Linked DNA regions of Anas platyrhynchos: region 1 is linked to region 2. The links are chromatin contacts, called in public Hi-C maps. All regions are on one chromosome and are shown on one strand. Each heading gives the region's core, a stretch centred on a gene start, on an enhancer-like site or on the middle of the called end of the contact. The rest is flanking DNA. Distances are from core to core; before and after follow the strand shown. Region 1 overlaps ADK (adenosine kinase). Region 2 holds the start of DUSP13B (dual specificity phosphatase 13B).

What was found. Hi-C and Micro-C count contacts between places; a contact is called where the count stands out from the background.
Region 1: a contact with region 2 is called in a Hi-C map of F5 follicle, with 4 times the contacts expected there. The contact joins the enhancer-like site here to the promoter of DUSP13B in region 2. A contact is called at or near these places in 4 of 8 Hi-C or Micro-C datasets (F5 follicle, liver, skeletal muscle and 1 more).

Annotation. Positions count from the first base shown.
Region 1 is chr6:19,118,924-19,125,606 of IASCAAS_PekinDuck_T2T, reverse strand. The region is part of intron 3 of ADK (adenosine kinase); the gene reads left to right. All of the region lies in intron 1 of LOC140002728 (a long non-coding RNA gene), which reads right to left. Among named protein-coding and RNA genes, the nearest start is that of ADK, 48 kb to the left of the region's middle. Within about 2 kb of position 4,161, at least 4 of the 8 cell types and tissues checked have an H3K27ac peak or open chromatin away from gene starts, as enhancers often do. A contact at or near this core is called in F5 follicle, where this site is marked.
Region 2 is chr6:18,686,382-18,693,567 of IASCAAS_PekinDuck_T2T, reverse strand. It overlaps DUSP13B (dual specificity phosphatase 13B), which reads right to left and starts at 4,880. Exons shown (of 4, transcript XM_005015714.6): 1 at 4,414-4,880. It overlaps LOC101791401 (dual specificity protein phosphatase 13B), which reads right to left. Exons shown (of 6, transcript XR_003497891.3): 5 at 6,766-7,086; 6 at 5,948-6,156. LOC106015797 (a long non-coding RNA gene) reads left to right here. Exons shown (of 12, transcript XR_011810015.1): 3 at 6,623-6,672; 4 at 6,850-7,108.

The DNA of each region.
Region 1 (6,683 bases), core at 2,912-5,411, 430 kb before region 2:
GTCACGGTACCAATGGAAAAATAGTCATCGTAACCTATATCTGCACAAACGTTGGGCAGGGGTACTTCTGTCTGGTGTGACCTGTATTTGACCTTTGCAGATCAATGTGTAATGCAAGTTTGGGTGAAAGCATTTTTTTATGGATCGTGATGTTCTCGAGGAATGGGATCTATTTGAGCCAATCAGCTCTGTGAAATCTGCATATTCATAAAACGTCTAATTATCCAGAAAGAGATGCTGAGTTACTGAAATTGTCACTTTGAACGCTTTACTAACAAGAGGACTGTCTTTTAAAACGGCAGGGGTTACATAGTTAGCTACTTATTACGTTAAAAAAATAAAGTTTTGACTGCTTTATGCAAATATACTGCATTACCTTGTATAAATGAGAAGGTAAATCAGCTTTTGAAAGCCCTTCATGTTTTTTGAGGGGTAGAAAATGAATTCTTCTTAGAAATTTGCATTTTGAGAAGTAAATAACTACTTGAAAAGGTGCGCCTTCTTTTAAAGATTGCAGTTTGATAGTCTAGAGACTTGTGAGTTAAAATGGCTTTAGAAAAATCTGAAATTTTTCTTAGAATATGCTATGAACAATTGAAAATGTGTTCCAGTTTTCCAAGAGGATGGTTTAAAAAAAGATTGTTTTGTCTGCTTGCTTTCCCTCTCCCCCTTTTTCTTTCATATGCTTTGATATGTCCAGAGGAATTGGAGTTGGTTTTTAGAGAGACCTCAGAGAGGGAAGGAAGGAAAAAAACAAACACAACAACAACAAACAAACAAAACCAAACAACACATACACTGAACCTAAGAAGAGCATTAGGATGTACTTACTGGAAATAGTCTATAGGGTTCAATATATGTGTAGATACGTTATGAGCGGTAGAAGTTGAAAAGAAATCATAAATATGAGGCCAAGTATGTCAAAGGCCCAATCTCAGAAAGTTACAGAGGAAAGGATCCACTCCTGTGGCACAGACAACTGGGAAGATGAAGGTTGCTAATCTGTCTGAAAAACTCATTTGTTAGTACTCCCTTTCCTGCATTACAGCTGTTAGAAATGTTTATAATTTTTAATAGAATGTGGTAGTTCTTCCCAGTCAATATAACCAAGTGGGTAGGTACAGATACTTTTTACCGAATTTTCCACTCTGCACTTAAGTTGATTAAAGATAATTAACTTAAGTGTATTAAATATTCAAAAGTACCTAAAATGCATAAAACTAAATGAAATGAAAATCTTAACTAATGTTAACGTAACTTCACACCACATGTAAAAGCACAGCAAAGGAAGCTGGATGACCCTTTTTACTCTGATAAATTTTATTTCTATGTCTTTTGAATGTCTCAAGGTAACATTTTAGAAATTAAAAAGAAACATGACAACTTTATGTCCTTCATTGCGTCCATTTTTCCTGGGACCAAGTGAGATCATCTACAAGATCAGGTATCTGCAAGAACCTGTGTTGTGGTAATTGGCAGTGGGAGGCCTTCTTTGGACTGCTTGTTGGACAGTACCGTGTGTGTGAGTTACCAATTAAGGTTGATAAATAATTTTATTGATCGTACTTTGTTTCATTTCACATCTTTTTACATGGCCACTATTGAAGTAATCTCTAATTGAACAGGAGGAGAAAGCTGACCTTCATCTGTATGTAGATGCTTCTCAAACTCTTTGTGTTACACTATAGATTAAAAAAATGAATTATAAATTCAAAGAAGTTTCAGTAATGAGAAATCTGTGAATCACTATAGGTAGGTACACGATTCTAGATACACCTTGGTTTTTCAGTGTTGTTTTTTTGTTTTGTTTTGTTTTTGTCTGGGTTATTGATCTGCGTGAAAGGGTGATTACACTTCATTTTGTGACCGCTACTAGGCCTTCCGGCTTGTGTGTGATAGCTAAGCAGAATTATCGCTTACTTGAAGGAGCATGAAATCCTAGATATGTTCCCTCATGGAAGTCTTCTGTTCAGTGTGTCATAGGTCTGTCTCACTTAAATGCTATTACTAGAGATTCATTTACTGACTGTAATGAGGTAACACATCACAAACTCATGTTTTAGTCAGTGTGATTGTGAATGCAGATAGGGTGTTCCACAACCAAGATGTAGTAGTAACATATGTCTTTTTAAAAAATTATACTGTACAGTAATTGTGATAAATTTCATAAAACAGATACTGACATATACTTTTTCAGAGCATCCAGATTCTTTGGTCTTTGTCATCAGGCTGGGCCTTATGTATTTGGGCCCAGTATTTTAGTGTAGATGCATGAATCTTCTCTGAGTATTAGAAGCCCCTTCTCCCACTTTTCCAGCTTTCATTTTACTTTAGCCTTTATAAACCATTTGAATTCAGTGTTAGTCATTAGTGTCACACATTACCTCTTTGCTCTCCCTTGTGTCTTGGGGTACTATTCAAATTTGCTCTCTTTGAAGAGGGGCAATGCTTAAAAGATTCATTTTAAGGAGAGCAAAAACCATGACCGTTAATACTGCTTCTCTGATTTTTGCATGTGTGTTTTTTTTGTTTTGTTTTTAGTATTAAAGAGAAGCAAGCCAATATTAAACCAATCTGGGAGCTTCAGACAGGCAAACTGATCTAAAATGAGGCATGCTGGATTTGGCAAGCTGGTTGGGTGAAGGAATGAAAATCCTGCAAGCAGTATCCTGACAATTATGAAACAAATTATTTTTCCTTGTTAAGTCCTTAATAAACTGGGGCAGGGGAAAGCATATGCAGATGTTAAATTTCGCATTAAAAACCCAAAGCCACAATGAGAGGGAACACAGTATGTAAATTTCTCATATTACATCATGACTTCTCTCTGAATACTTGGCATTATTTAAAACAACTTTGTTGAATTGGATGAACTTTGATCCTAATGAAGAACATTTGATCGTATTAAGTGCAGACTTCAAACGGGTGTTTATCTAGAGAAGAAATGTTTGCAAGTAAGTATTCTGTGTATATCTAAACAATTTAAAACTGCTATTTTTAGCATAATATATGTTGATATGCAAATTTCTCTTAGCCTGAGGGGTGTATATACTACTTTACAAATTGTGCTCAGTGTTTCAGTTTCTCAAAACACAAATAAGCTTACATTTTCTGGACTTGCTTTTTCTTCCTGCTCTTTCATCATGCAAATGCAGGTTTGGAATGAGGCTGTGTAGGCTTGCCCTTAAAGGATACAGACTGCGGTTAGCCTAACCCCTTCTGGTGCTGGGAGAGTGCAAGTCATTTACCCCAGGTCATGGACCCTGGGGGGTCTGCTGTGGCCTTATCTCCTCTGCCTTACTTTGCAGTGGAATGGCCACTTTATGCCTGTTTTTGGGAGGACAGAGTAAGTCCTGTAGTTGTCTGAGTTAGAATGCTCCCATAATACATGTGGTTAATACAGCACTGGTATTGGCCCTGTTCATGTAAATTGCTTTTTTGTTTTGTTCTTGTTTTAAGTAGACTAGACTGTAGGTTATCCAAGCCAGTTGGTGTTAATATGTAAATGAAATTAATTACACTTACTCATTGGATTTACATGTAGGGATAGTATTTGGAAAGGCAGATGTTAAATATAATCCTGCTGTGCTTTCAGGAAGGTAGCCTTTGAGGAAAAGACACTCAGTTAATATGGATGCTGTCTGGGCAGGCAGCTAGTGTTTTCTGTGGGTGCATTTATTTTAGTGTCTACTTTGGATTTCTTCTACTTTCAAATTGTTGCTTTGGACTGTCCCTGCTTTTGCACTTGCCTTCCTGTTGTAGCCAGAGTACATGGGCTGAATTCTTCCTGGGTGAATCTAAAAAGAGGGCATGCTCCTTAGGTATGCTAACTAATGAATGTGGGCTATGGGAGTAGGCAAGAGCTAGTCTGACAGTTGCCCTGAAATATATGTACAATGTGCACAGCTACTCCTAAACACAGTTGATTGCTTGGCTCTATCATTATCTCTGTGTCTATGAGCTTGAAATTTTTTTTTCAGATCTAGGACTTCTTGGGGCAATTCGCTCTCAATCGAGCTGTCTGGGTAGTTCTGATGGCATTATGAAACCTTTCAAGTATGAGACTGCTGCTTCTAAACTCATAGTGGTTAATGTATGTAGGACGCTTTTATCTTCTCTGAAGAATAAACAAGTGGAGACATGAACACTGTGTTCTTGGAAAAGAATAACCACTGATGTAGGATTTAAAGATAAGAAAAAAAAATCGGGACTGGACTGGAATGCATGTGCTAGCTGCTAGGAATGCTTGTTTGTTAATTTAGGGATATTTTCATAGTTAAGATTGAACAAAAAATTTGCTCTTCATAACTAAAATCTGGAGAAGTGAAATAGATGAGAACTCTGAGTGCAGTTCTGGTTTGGTTTTGGCTTTCTTGTGTGTTTGGGACCTCGGGTCATCTAATGGTCATCCCTCTTAATACTGCAGGAACATTAGGCATTGTTAATACTTCTTTCTCTACCATTTTTTGTTGATCATTGATCAACACCGATCGTTTTAGCCTATACTCTGTGGCAAGCGTGATGTTTTGTGGCTTTTGGTCCTATATAGGATGCAGTTCAGATTAATGTAAATGGTAAGTTATTCTTGGGGAGTTTGATCTATGCAGTTCATTCTGTGGCCTGGATCATTTCTGCCTGCAGTTATGGACAGGAGTCTGCTTTGATTCAAATATCCCATGTATTCTTATGTTGTTTCATATTTTGCATTTTTGCAATTTAGTGATGTTTTACTGACTTTAATACTTGGAGAGCAAGGCTGCCTATCATTAAAGCTACTGAAAAAGGTGACCTTTGCAGAACATATGTTTAAAAACAGCACATGTAATGGAGATTTCAGGCTCATGCCGTGACAGCAATAGCACAACTGTTTTTATATGGACTTAAATATTGCTGCATTTTTTCTGTCATTTGTATTTTTAACTTAACCCACACTACTTAGATGTCAAAGTAATTGCTGCTTCCAAAATCAGTTAAGTAAAACAAAGTTTGAAACATGACAAAAATGTTGATAGGAGTAGCAAAGAAAGAAATGCAGCAGCTCTGTGTAGGTACCACCCAAGCTCTGAGTAAAACAAGCAGTAGGGAACTGCAGCCCTCAGAGCTCCTGACATATAGCAGAAAGCAACGTGTGTTTTAACAGCAGGAAAGGAGTTGTTGGTAGATGATGCATCTGGTGTCTTCTCTGAGGTTTTGTTTTTATTTTCTATTTGTTTAGTTAACTTTAACTTCTATTTCTTTTTTAATTTAGTTTTGTTTGCTTTTGCATTGAACTTCAAATTTCCTCTACTTGTGGAATCCCAACCTGTTTGGGTTTTCTTTTGTGTCTTGTTTTTAAGTTAGACATAGGGGGTTTGGAACTGAAGGCTGATTCAGTTACAGAGTGATAACAGATCACTCAGATTCAGTATAGAGTGATATACGCTCTAGTGTATAGGACTTCAAGCTTTTTCAACATACTTCATTCCTCACCATGTAGTAGATTTGTTTGTTTTGCATGTCTGCCATATCTTAAAGTTACCATTAAGGTTGAATTTCTGGTGAGTATTGTTGTATTTCACTGAGAAAGAACAAAAAGTTATCAATCATATTCTTAAACTTCTGGGAAAAGTATGGAGATGTATCAAACTGTCAGTGGACAAAGCATGAAAAAATGACCTACTTCTGTGGATGAGAAAGGGCCTGATGGTGTATTTGGATCACCATAGTGAAGAGCACTACTTTTACCTTTTATGCTCTCCTTGTGGGTAGGAGTTCCCCTCAGTTTCAGGGGGCTTTGGGGATGAAGGTGTGTTGTTTTTTTTTATTCCTCTTTTTTTTTTTTTAATTTTAATTTTAATTTTTTTAATGTTACAGCTGAGTGTTTACATTCCTATGGTAATCATGGTGAGGTCATTGAAAAATTCATTTGTTAGCCTTTCAGAGGAAGGATGTGCATGCTTATTGTAAATTACATGCATCAAATTGATTTGAAATTGGCCCATCAGTTACATTGATTTAAAGCACCAGAAAATTGATCTAAATTTCATAATTTAAGAATGGAACTAGTTTCTCTTGTGGGAGGATGATTTATTTAGAGACCAACTGGAGCATGAGTACTTGTGTAATAAAGTAGATAATGGAGAGGCAGCAGTGTTGGGAAAGAAGTAAAAGGCTCTCACAGTTTGTTTAGGGACTGATTTCACTATAAGCCATTGAAAATTGAATGTATGCGAAGATTTCTGGGTTTCTTGTAAAAATGTGTTCATACTGTCACATTTAACAATCACATTTCTTTGTGTTTTTAGTGTGCTCTGAAGCTTTAGTTAGTAAGCATTGTATCTATTTATTAAAACCTCCTAAATAACAAGCTTTTCCACTTGTAATGAATAAAGTGGTATGCTGGTATAATATTCAGAACAAGGTAGTGGTGATACAGAATAGAAAAAAACAGAAGTTTCAGATACAGGTACATTTGAAAAGGTGTCAGATACTGAATGTACCCGAGAAGAAAGACGGGAAAAGTAGGTTAAAAGTGAAATTTGAGCTCTTTCTGTTACTAAACCTTTACACCTGGTGTTACTGTTCTGGGTAAACTATTAATCCTACAACTAGTTTTGTGGAACTAGCAAACACTTGCCATGTTGAAATCTGCATGCTAGAATTTGCACTGTTTTTGTATTTTAGATCAAAGAAAGTAATATTGC
Region 2 (7,186 bases), core at 3,631-6,130:
CCTCCTATAGCAATGACACAACACGTATGCTACCCGTGCAGTCCCAGATGCCCCGCATAAATCATTAAAATACTGGACAGTTCTAATCAGACCCTTTGGGGTATAACATAATATACTATATGAGAGCTAAAAAACAATAAATCAAGTTAGTACAGAGGTCAGTATGAGACTGAACAGATACGAGACTTGCTGGGTGATGTGTGTGCAGTCTAAGAGATGCAATGGAAGGAGATGAAATCCCAAGTCAGCTATGCAAATTGCTTTCTTCTCATTGTAAAATCTCACTACTAAGTCTGCTGAAAGGGAAAAAAATCATTCTGTAGCACAGCTGATTTGAGGTCTAGAATTTCCCAGCAGTTGTATTAGCTCTTGGGATCACAGGTATTTCTAATCATTTCTCCTTTAGGTTAACTTTTACCATATTTCTAAAGTCACAGAACAGAACTTGTTTTCTTCTAGAGCTGGAAGCCAACTAACCATTAGCAAAAAATAATTCAGATCCCATTAGGCAGCTGCTGTGTTTGCACTCTTCAGCCGTGCCTGGGACACGACAGGCAGCTTTGTGAAGGGGAGGTTTCCTTGCTGTGCCCAGGTGCTAGGAACTAGTAAAAGCCATGTGCTGTGGCACTGCTGCACAAACCCAAACAATCAAGGCTTTCTCTTTGATACAAATAGGGTCGAGTCCCATCCACATATTTCAAGTGTTTTGAGACAACATAGTACGGGGTACAATCAATCTCCATGGACAGCACGTAGTTTGGCCACCATAAATGTTATCAGGCAAAGCATAATACTACAGGCTAACTCGCCCATTCATGGTGCATCTGCATGTACCTTTGGCTTCTTACCTTGTATTTAGAAGATAAATACCAAATAATTGTTTCTCCTCTTAACTCAGGGCAAGGACAGTCTGCGATGCATGTTGCAGATGCTAAGGCTACTTAACTCTCAGCACTGCCGTTTAATTTCCTTTGTCTTCCCCTGTATTTTTCCCTTAAACTTCTCTATGTTTAGCCTAAATTGGGCAAGTGTTTTTAGAATCCATGCAGCAGAAGAGCATGGCACCTGGGTGTTACCTATAGAGCTATCTTTATGGTAGTGGTCTGCGGGAAGCGATGTCAGAGGCCCCTGCTGTGATAGTCTCCCTTCAGCTGCAGAAGCCAGAAAAAGATTTTGCTCTAATCCTGCCAAAGCTGCTGTTATCAGAGTACAGGCTTTGCCATGGGGAGATGTGTGTCCTACAAGCTCTTGGGGTTTGTGCTGGTGGCTCTCGAGGGTGTGCTCAGCTGAAAGGTTTGGAGGGCAGTGCCAGGAACAGATCTCAGACCTTGTCTTTGGTAATGCAAACCAGTGACCCAGAAAGTCCCCATAACACAGTGAACAAAGTCACCACGAGACACTGGTATTAAATAAAAGTAAATGAAAACCAGGGCAGCAAATAACTGGTGGTGAAAGGAGAAGAATTTGGCCTGCTTGAATGATGTACCAACACCTCCAAACTGGGTGCATACACGGGGCAAGGTGACTTAATGTTGTATTTTGTTTCTAATTAGACCTAAAACAAGTCTGAATTTGTTTTAAGCCTGGTGGAGAAGTAGTTGAAACGAAGATGGAGATGCAGTAACCAGTTCCATCAGAGGTATAGCACAGCTTGATGCAGGAACTTAATGAAGATTTGTTGGTCAACAACAATCTCCCAAGCCACTTAATGTGCTCTCTATTTAATTTGCTCTGCTATTGTAGTAAATTTGAAGCCCCCAGGTCAGACTCAGCTTTTGTGGCTCTCCTGCAGTGTCAGCAGGAAGCATGAACCGAAGTCTTAGAGCCTGGACTTGAGCAATGTGTATTTCTCTTAATGAAACCCAAAGCCAGGTGAAATTTTTGGGAGAGAGGAAACAGGATATGGAGCCCCTTTGGGGGCTGGGAGGTGTTCATAACACTCTGAAACTTGGCCCACATTTCTGGTCTCCTCCCTTTCTGCTCCATAAAGGGTTTGTAGTTTTTTTAGACAAACTTGGATCCATCACATGTTGTGAGAGAACCTGCTGGGAAATTTGGTGATTCCTGCTCTCCAGGGCAGAGGAAACGTGTTTCTGCTTTGTGTTTTTAGGAAAGTAGGAAGATGAAATTCAAAATAAAACACAGCAGATGGGAATCTTGCAGAGACAGGCACTGGGAAATGTTTAGACAAGCTTTGTCCCCAGTCCTTGAGCTCAGGATTTACCAACTATACCGTAGAGAGACTTCAGAAAGACAATGAAATGCATTTTGGCTTCAGATACTGTTCCTCCAGAATCCAATGAGAGTTGTGCACATGAATCTGAAGGCAGAATATAGCCAGCAGTATGGGGAATAGATGTAATGTGAGAAACTCTCATGCTATATTATTATAGTCTGAATTGTTTCCATCATTTTGGGTTAAGTAATTCCCCACTATCCATCTCTAAAGTGTAAGCAGTACAGCCTTGATGTGCCCCAGGGAGAGGAAGCAAACCAGCCTTTGAATCTTTACCCAACCTTACTGCTCATATTTTGCTTTCAGTGAATAACTGTTCAAATCCTTTAATATTTCATTCCCATAAAAATATATTTACCAGGGGTTTTTGTGGCAGCAGTGAGGCTGTGTTTATTATTTTAGGAACACCACACGAGTGGCTTTAGAGAAAAGACGAGGCAGGAGCACAGAGTGCTCCAATCTATCAGAGAACAGCATGTTTTCCACCTGTTGAGGCAGCAACCATAATAACAGATGCACATAATAATTAGCTGTACCTCAAAGGCAGCACCAAGTCCTGCACCTTCTGCTCCCCACCTAGCAGACAGCTTGATAACAGAATTACAAAAGAGGAGCTCCGAGAGAGTAGAGTAGATAGTGCTTTGTGAAGAACGAAAGAGCAGCTCTTATTAAAGAGAAACTGGAAGGTGCAAGATGAGAAGGAAAGATCTGAGACACCATAATGCTGAAAAAGAGTGGAGCTGAGGAACTCCAGGAGCCTGCCTTATTTTTAGCATAGGGGTCAGGTTTTTGCAAATACCTTTTCTAAGGCTACTCTCACGTGTACTCATATCGTGTGAGATGATTTCTCCCAAAGACAAGGCACCCCACGCACCTACTGCACCCCCTCCTTTCCAGAGATGGATGCCTCCCAGTGGCAAGAGGCTGCAAGACAAGGATCTCATCTCAGTACGTGGCACGATGAGCAGGTGTGACCCAGGGCTGGGGGCCCTGTTCCTCTCCTGCTCCATGCGACCTGGCACTGGGGGCACACTGGAGCTGTGCTGCCTTCTTGTTTGCAAGTCCCCATAGCATCTGATGTAAGAAAGAGGGCTGGGGACAGTGCAGGGAGTGGGGATGCAGAGCAGGTGAGACACCCATGGTCTTCACTACTAAACTGCTGGGGGCTTGTGAGGCTCCCCTACCCTGGATAGCGCAGTGGAAGAGGTGACATTTTGCTGGGTGAGGGCTCCCAGAGCACATGAGCTTTGAGGCGATTTGTACTGCGGTAGTCCTTTATGTGCAGAAAGGAACAAATACTTCCTTGCAGAGATTTGCAGGGGAAGGGAATGATCTCAGCCCCGATTTAATCTTGACAGAAGCAGATGATGAGAAGACTGTGTGCTGAGTTGGAGTTTTCCTTTGAATTCCTACGGTGGTGAAGGCAGAGTTATAAATAGACACAGTATCCTTTTTACCCTGGTACAATTCTGTCTCCAGCTCCCCATATAGACAGCGAGTCTGCTGGTAGGTATTTAGCAGGAATTAATTTAACCCAGTCTTTTCTTTCTGTACTCTTTTACTCCAAGCATCCCAAACATATTTCCTCAATAAAAACGTTCAGAGGAAGGCTGTTGATATTAAAAAATCCCACTTCTGCCTGAGAATTTTATCCTAGTTATAAATAAACCCTAGAAGCCCAAACTATAAAGAGTATTGAAAAAAAAAAAAAAAAGGCAAAGAAACTCTTTGTTATTGTCTACCCTCTCCCAACCTTCTTAATTTTTCCCCCACGTTTGTTTTTGAACTGCACAGCATTTTACTCATAGTCTGTTTCACATTTTCTCCAGTGTAGCTGGTTCGTCAGTTTCAATGACTCTTGTGCACATCATCTGAGAGGTAGGAAACCTGTAGACAGCACTTCACAGCTATTATCTTAAAGATGCATCTTTAAGAAATTCCAGTATCGACTAACATCTATAACAAGAAGATGGACTGGTATTTATAGCAGGAAAAGCTCTCATTTAAGCATCTTTTCCAGCGAGGGCTCCTCACCGCGGGAGCCCAGCTGGAAGGCGAACTAGAGTTTCACAAGTATGGGAGTACCGGCGGCAGTACTCTGGCCTAGCCCTGCCCGTGTCCTGCTGTGTGCAGCAAGGTGCCAGGGGCAGGGTTGCGAGCAGCGTTCAGGTACTTGCCTGGTGGTGGGCGAAGCTCCCGCGCGGCCGTGCCTCAGTTTACCTTTCCCCGAGTAACGCCCCTTGCCTTCCTCCTCACCTCCCAGCGGCGCGCACAACTTTCCAGCCTCCCCGTGTTCAGTTTATTCAAAGTCTATTTTTATTTGTGTTAATTATAAACCATCATCCCCCACCCTCTTTGGCCCCGCGAGCATCAGCCGGAGGCAGGCAGCTGGCAGCCGGGTTACGCAGGGGGATGAGGGCTGGGGCTGGGGGCTGAGGTGCCCGGGCTGCCCTCGCCTGCACCCCGAGACCCGCGGCCGGGGGGCTTCGTCCCGGGTGGGTCGTGCCCGGTTCCCCCGGGCAGGGCGGCTCGCCTGGGGCCGTGGCTGCCCCTTTTACCCCGGGTTTCCACCCGGAGCCCGCTGCGGGGCCTGGGGCTCGGAAGCCGCTGAGGGGCGCAGGGCCCGGGCTGCAGCCCGGGGTGGCCGCGGCCTGGCCCCGCCGCGGGGCCGCGCCGTGCCGAGGGCTCCACCTGGCGGCAGCGCCGCGGCTGCGGGGAGGCGGCCGGGGCCCGGCCTCTGCCGGCTGGGGCTGGGGCTGGGGGCCGGGGGCCGGGGGCTGGGGGCCGGGCACGGTGCTGCTTCTGCTGCTGAGGGAGGCGGGGGGACTCCTGCGGGTGGGAAGCGTGAGGAAAGGAGGGGCTGGGGCTGGGGGCACCTCTGCAGCCTGATCTGCCTTTGGGGGTGGTGTCCACTACTTCTGCAAAGTGAAACCTTTTTTATTTTTATTATATTTTTTTTGAGTTAATTGAGATGCACATATCACACTTGGATTTGGGTCCAAAGTACACTTTTAAGATGACCCTTCTTATGCACTGTGTCTTTGTTGACCTTGTAGAGCAGCCCTGGAGCTCACGAGCAGGTTTCCTTAGGCAGGGAACTAAAGCAAGGCTGTGCTCCAGTGCTGCTCTGCTGCTGCCCAGGGATGTTCAATTCGCAGGACTCATCCCGAACAAAGCCCCCTGAGATCCCCTCAGCGTGAGAACCAGGTCTGCAGAGCCAAAAGTGCTGCTTCATGTTTGTGCTCCCATTGCGTGGTCTACGTAGCAGATGTAGATGCTGCTAGAGACTTTTAAAAGGCACTGAGTTGTCCATCAGGAAGGCAGAAATCTGCCTTTCAGACAGCACTGGGAATGGCAAGGCATGTTTTCCCTTGTTGCTCAGCTGCTCTTGAGCAGCCGGTTCGCCATGGTGGGCAGTATTCATGCCTCTGCCTTCCCAAGTGTGGTACCGGGAATGCAAACAACTGCCATCCCCGAGCTGGCTTTGTGCTCTGAACGTTTGTCCACTGGGAACCGAGAGCCAGATGTGCCTCTCATAGTTTCCAGGCAGCACTGATCCATCAGATGACAGTAGCTATTGAGCACTCCTATGGTGGCCCAGAGACACAAAGATGAAAGTCTGGCGCCTGTCAGCACCTCCCTTGCTGTTCCTGTGTCCCTTCAGTTTTCACTTGAGTCCCCTCACAAAAGCAAATGCCACAGAACACGATGTTGCAATGCTAATGGCCTTTATTTCTGAGAAAGAAAATCATGAGTTTTATGATGTTGAACTGCCAGACAGATTTGGGATCCCTTGAACTTTGTTGTCAAATTCCTTCCTGCACCCACTCCCACTGCCTATGTGGCTGTTCGGAGCCTCAGCTTGGAACCCACTTTCCTCTTCAGAAGCATTTTCCACAGCACCTCCTGGATGAATTTTACTAGGGAAGATGAAGAGGATTTGAGTGCCCTCTTGAACAAAGATTTTTTCATGAAAGAAAAAAAAAAACAATGATTATTTGATGAACAGTCAAAAGGAAATCACTGTAAATAGACTTGGAATCATTTCTTTAAGAGTGGCTTGTGTTGTATCCCAGCTGCTCTGCCTCTAAGCAGCCTCTTTACCCCCAACTCAGGGGCTCCACCAGTTGTAAAAGCAAGAATTAACTAGTGCCAGATTCAAGTCTCAAAATATAAACCATTTTAGATATGGAAAGCAAAAGGGGTGGGGGGGAGGCTGATTCATAAGAAAACTTCTGAGCATTATTGTAGCATAAATAATATGGCATCTTTCACCTCAAATAGCCTAACACTTCATAAAGTGATATGAGCTTCACTCGTTGCTGAAATGCAGCTATTTCTGAAGTGGAACCTGATATCTTTTTTTTTTTTTTTTTCTTAAACCAGAAGAGCAATGTTTTAAGGTGGAGAGTGAAGGATACAATACACAATCAACTGTAAGTATAATCTAGGATGGTGTTGCAAAATGGGAAGATCAAGTAAAATGTACTTTTACTAATAACATGCATTCTAGTGTATCTTAAACTTACATCCTTAGTTTGCAATTGTAATACATTTGAAAGAGATTTAGGAAACTCAAGTAATGTTTTGTCTTCTTTCTTTCTTTCTTTTAGGAATACTTTCTTATAACTTTTTGCCAGCAGATTCTCTGTTTCCTTTCCTCTCTTCATTTAATTTAATGTCCAAGTCTCGGAGCTGGCTGAGGAACCCTGTGTTTGGGCAGATGTTTCTGTGAGAACCCACTGTTTTCAGAGCATCCACGAGTGTCATGTTTTTGTGGATCATCAAAAAGGCAAGCACTAAGGATGCAGAGCGGCTTACCCCCATGGCACAATGCACAAACACTTTACCTGCAGAAAGAAGAGACATGAGGTGAGCAGGCTTTAGCATTTCTAAAGTGAAGGGAATACAGAGAGGACAAAAACTACAAGACATGAGTTGGCAAAGTAG